Regions from separate parts of the Columba livia genome. Here region 1 is linked to region 2. Evidence: chromatin contacts called from public Hi-C data. All regions are on one chromosome and are shown on one strand. Each heading gives the region's core, a stretch centred on a gene start, on an enhancer-like site or on the middle of the called end of the contact. The rest is flanking DNA. Distances are from core to core; before and after follow the strand shown.

Evidence for each region. A called contact is a pair of places that touch in the nucleus more often than the background predicts.
Region 1: a contact with region 2 is called in a Hi-C map of crop, with 3 times the contacts expected there. The contact joins the promoter of SPRY1 here to the enhancer-like site in region 2. A contact is called at or near these places in 2 of 2 Hi-C or Micro-C datasets (crop and liver).

Annotation. Positions count from the first base shown.
Region 1 is chr4:65,884,047-65,886,746 of bColLiv1.pat.W.v2, reverse strand. SPRY1 (sprouty RTK signaling antagonist 1) reads left to right here and starts at 1,278. Exons shown (of 1, transcript XM_021298668.2): 1 at 1,278-2,700. The coding sequence starts at 1,278. The coding sequence ends at 2,240. AFG2A (AFG2 AAA ATPase homolog A) reads left to right here. Exons shown (of 16, transcript XM_065062123.1): 16 at 1,223-1,360. The coding sequence ends at 1,252.
Region 2 is chr4:65,551,952-65,554,651 of bColLiv1.pat.W.v2, reverse strand. The region is part of intron 1 of LOC135579479 (a long non-coding RNA gene); the gene reads right to left. Among named protein-coding and RNA genes, the nearest start is that of ANKRD50, 170 kb to the right of the region's middle. Within about 2 kb of position 1,416, at least 2 of the 3 cell types and tissues checked have an H3K27ac peak away from gene starts, as active enhancers do.

The sequences.
Region 1 (2,700 bases), core at 29-2,528, 330 kb before region 2:
TCTCTTGAGTGGAGAACAGCTTCATGCTGGCTGGGGTCTGCGTAGGCAAGACAGGTTCTTTCTCGTGATTATTGGATGAGTTATTTGGAAATGCTTGATTGCATAGCACTGCTGTTTCTCCTTTTTCAGGTAAATGTATATGACATCTTAGGGAGGACTTCCACCCCCAGCTGTTAGTAAAGGAAAGCAGTTTATTTTCATGACTCTCCATATATATATATGGCATTTGAATATTCCTCTAAATCTTTATAGAGGTACAGGACTTTCACTGCAACTTTCTGAACCCATGTTGCAATGTTCACGTTGATAGCTAGGCAGAACGTAAAGGATGGAAATGCATAACATTTAAATAAAAAGAGTAGAGGATGTATTTATGTGAGAAGCTTCTAATAAGTTTGTCTTGTGAAAATGGATTTGTTCTGTGGTTGTGTTTTAGGTTTGTGTGTTGTTTTCTTTTTGTTATCTAAAAAGTACCTAAGGATTAATAAAAATGTTATCTGACACCTAGTTCATCTTAGTCTTTTCAACATGTTTTTCTTTCACACCCCAGGCTGTGATCAGAAAAATGGGTTGTTTGCACCCTTGCTCTGGTTTTATAAAGAACATATTAGATTTGGATGCTGAGTTGCTTTCTTACAGAAAATGTCTTGGCCACTTGACAGTACTTAGCTCGAGGCTCTGTAATGCACATGTCACTTCACAAAGGAAACTTTCCAAATGTACTAACAAGAGAATCCGTCGAGCTTTCTGATGCTGCATATTCAGACAGATGAGTGAGAATTGTGCATGTTCTTTACTTTGCCATACACGAACCTCATGGTGTTCCTGCACGTTTCCAACCTAGTTTTAGGGCATTCAGAATTGCTATTGCTAGTTAGACATTGAGTTCAGTAGCAGGTGAGAAGCAAGTAAGCATTCAAGTTAACATGGGACTTTCTTATTCGTTTATTTTTAATGAGTTGGGGTCTCCTTTGCATTCCTCGTCTATGATGCCATACCCAGACTCTCCCCATTACTGGACTTTGGCCAGATCCTCAACGTTGTTGTAATCCCCTGCTGAAAGATCAGTACCAAGTGGCTAGGACGACTTGTGGTTTGCCATATCATTTTGGTTTTTGAAAACTATCTTGTTCTCTATTCCTCTTTTGCCCTTGATCTTGTGTATGTGTGTATATATGTACACATGCAATGTTTATTTATGCGTTCTGTCTTCTTATTTTAGGATTTCAGATGCATGCCAGGTTCCCACTGAATGCCAGAAGTAGAGATCACTACAGATGGAGCCCCAAAGTCAGCATGGCAGTGGTGGTTCACTAGTGGTGATTCAGCAGCCCTCCTTGGACAGCCGGCAGCGACTGGACTATGAAAGAGAGAGCCAGCCTACAGCTATCCTGTCACTGGACCAGATCAAGGTGATCAGGGGCAGCAATGAATACACCGAAGGTCCATCTGTGGTGAAAAAGTCTGGTCCACGGACAGCACCGAGGCAAGAGAAGCATGAGAGGACTCATGAAATTATACCAATTAATGTGAATAATAATTATGAACAAAGACCCAGCCACGTGGGGCACTTGGCACATCAGCATAACGCAAGGGCTCCTGTGTTGAGCAGATCAACTAGCACGGGCAGCGCGGCGAGCTCTGGGAGCAACAGCAGTGCTTCCTCAGAGCAAGGGCTGCTGGGCCGGTCACCTCCATCCAGGCCAGGCTCGGGCCACAGATCCGATCGGACAATCCGGACGCAGCCCAAGCAGTCGTCTCTGATTGTGGATGACCTGAAGGGTCCTTTGAAAGAGGACTTGGCGCAGCACAAGTTTATCTGCGAACAGTGTGGGAAGTGCAAGTGCGGCGAGTGCACAGCCCCGAGGGCCCTCCCTTCTTGCCTGGCCTGCAACCGGCAGTGCTTGTGCTCTGCAGAGAGCATGGTGGAGTACAGCACCTGCATGTGTTTGGTCAAAGGGATCTTCTACCACTGTTCTAACGACGATGAAGGGGACTCTTACGCGGATAATCCCTGCTCTTGTTCCCAGTCGCACTGCTGTTCTAGGTACCTGTGTATGGGAGCAATGTCCTTGTTTCTGCCTTGCTTGCTCTGCTACCCTCCTGCAAAAGGATGCCTAAAACTGTGTCGAGGGTGTTACGACCGCGTCAACCGTCCAGGTTGCCGATGCAAGAACTCCAACACGGTCTATTGTAAACTGGAGAGCTGCCCCTCCCAGGGTCAGGGCAAGCCTTCATGATTTTTGGAGGGAGGTTTGCTTCCTCCAACTTCAGTTTTTCAGGTTGTAGCTGGTTTTTCTTTTTTTTCTTCTCCCCGCCCCCCACCTCATTTTGGGGTGGGGGGGTAGCAGTTCTTTCACTTTCGTTTCTGTTTCCCCAACTTCAAATACACAAATCCTTCTCTTTGCATCTTTGTTCTCCTCTTCCTATTGACTTGGCTGAGTGTGGAGCGTTTTACATAGTCATTGCTGCTCTTTGGTAAGTGTGGACCTGGTATCTGCATCTGCCGCTTACTTTGGCAGGGTCTTTTGAGTCTGTAACAGAACCACTCCGGAAAGGGACAGTGAGGGCTCGCTCACTGGGCTCTTGAAGCTTCTTGCTCTGTGAATGTCTTTCCCAAAGATGTTTTTTTGTTCTCAGCAATTTTTCTTTTTCCTTAACTCCCTGGGTACCAAGGAAGAATAACTTTCATGAGTGAGC
Region 2 (2,700 bases), core at 167-2,666:
TGATAGATGTTTTGTGTGAAGAAAAAACCTAACATTTGAGCATATGATTGTGTCTGAATTCCTCACTGAGCTGCACTTAGTGTTTTAAGATGGTTCCAATATCTCATTCAGACACTTAAAACCAAAACATCCTCATAATATTTTCCTTTATTTTTCTGTAGTGGATATATTACTATTTAGAGGCATGTAAATTTATGACTATGTTCTAATTCTTTTTTGTTGTTGTTGTTGTTGATTTATCCATTTCACCTCTTCAAAGAAAATAGAGCTAAAAGCTCTTCAAAACCTGTATTTGTGCTGGAGGACCACAGCTACAGACTCACATTATACACGGAGCACTCAGTTTGCTGGACTTCTGACATGAGAGTCACCACCTTGTTTTAAAGCTTGTGGACAATAAGTCAGTCCTGTCTAACCACAATGTCAAATACAGCCCAGCACATTTTACGAAACTGACCTATTTTAATTCACCTTCTATGTTCTATAACTCTGAGGCACGTCAGTAAAAGAGAGGAGAAGGGTGGGCTGCGTGATTTTCAGGCACCCACTCTCCTGCAGGGTGCAATGCTGCTGCTCCTCCCACCCTGCTGGTCTCCTGCAACCCGCTGCCAACCATGGGAGAGGAGGAGGCCGATGAGCCTTTGTTGCCGGCTCTCATCAGTGTCACTTGGGGGGTCAGGCAACAGGGTGTGATCTCAGCTGCCTCCTTCCTTCCTTGCTTCCTTCCTTCCTGCTCCTCTGCAGGGACACTGGGCCTGAAGTAAATCCACTGACGTCAATAGGAGCCTGATCAAAGGGGTCTGGATGAGACCCCAAGGGCATTGCCTCCAAGAACTATTTATGGCAAATTGATGTGGCTTCAGGGAAGTGCCCTGACTTTGAAACTAAACGATCTAATTTTAAGTACAAGGTAGAGCAATCTTCTATTTAGGTCCTGATCCAGGAAATGATTGAGTACTTATTTAACTTGCATTAACATTAAGATGCATTAACAAGCATCTTGCTAAGTCCTGTGCTGTCCAGCATGAGACCAGAATAAGAGCATTACACAAGTTCACAAGTCTTTGGTTTAAGTACATAATTAAAGGTAAGCATGTGGCTAAGTGTTTTGCTGAATAGCGATGAAATTACTTGCCTGCTTAGATGCTGTGCTGAACCCACAGAGACAGGGGCTGCTTTGTACTTGCTGAGAGCAGAGAGAACAGTGAGCCTCTACTATGCTGCTGCAAACCAAAGGGCAAAGAAGCAAACAAGGCACCAAGCAAGCCATTTCATAGGGAAATCAGTAAGACTTCAAGACCTGCTGCAGAGATAGACAGGAATAGGGAAACCTGTGTGTGCCTCATCAGTCTGAGAGACTTCTGTCTGGCTTTTCCTTCATCTTCACTACCTTTCTAGAGGGATCTTGCAGGGATGCTAAGAAAAGTGTGGCTAAATGCAGAATAGCACAAAAACAAAATTTGGAAAACCATACAAAACGGTTTCTAGGAGCCCGTGGGCTGTCAGATATTTCATTCCTGCTGCAAGGTGAGCAGAGAGACCTAGTGTCCCTTACTTGGGGTATGTGAGCACACTCAAAACTGGAAGCTGCCCCTTGAGCGCTGTTGCTGAGAAAAGACACGCACGGCAGCTGCAGGACGCTGCCCGGTCGCACGGAGAACGCCCATGTCGCCTGTCCCGGGCCAGCCGGGAGAGAGCGCCGCGCTGCGGCACGGGGGCCGCCAGGAGGCGCGACACATGGCTGGAGCTCTGCCGCCCCCTGCTGGCCTAGCGCTGCCCTGCGGTGCTGGCGCTGCCGCCTCCCTCCCAGGGCGGATTTGGTGGGGGGCGTCGGTAAGTGAAGCTTCCACTGCGCTGTGACCAACGCCAGTTTAATTTGTGTTTAAAATCTCGGGGAGAAGAAACACTACTTCTGTTGCGTTTCTGGTTTGAAAACCCAGAGGGAGACGTCACCTGGAGTTCTGCATCCAGCTCTGGAGTCCTCAGTACAGGAAACACATAGACCTGTTGGAGAGCAGCCACAGAAATGAACAGAGGGCTGAAACACATCTCCTTTGAGAAAAGTCTTAGAGAGCTGGAGTGGTTCAGCCTGAAGAAGAGAAGGCTCCGGGCAGACCTCATTGCAGCCTTTTAGTACTTAAAAGGGGCCTATAAGAAGGGTGGGGACAGACTTTTTGGAAGGGAATGTTATGAACAGACAAGGGATAATGGTTTTAAACTACAGGACAGGAGATTCAGATTAGATAAGAGGAAGAAATTTTTTTACAGTGAGGGCAATGAAACACTGGAACCAATTGCCCAGAGAGGTGATGGATGCCCCATCCCTGGAGACGTTCAAGGCCAGGCTGGACGGGGCTCTGAGCAACCTGATCTAGCTGAAGATGTCCCTGCTCATGGCAGAGGGGTTGGACTAGATGGCCTTTGAAGGTGCCTTCCAACCCAAACCATTCTATGATTCTATTCAACACTAAGTCTTTTAAAGCAAACAATACCCAAGTGCAGGCTTACCAGAATATTATTACCATTAATATTCCTGGGCTATATACAATTAACACCTTGTTTAAGCTGCACCATCATTTGCCACACAGCCTGCTGAGTTTTGCAGAAACAAACCTACACTCACACAGGGATGGTAAAACTACACAGCCCTCACATCCACAGCATTCGTGCAGAAGATGAGAAAGGTATCATTCACTGTGA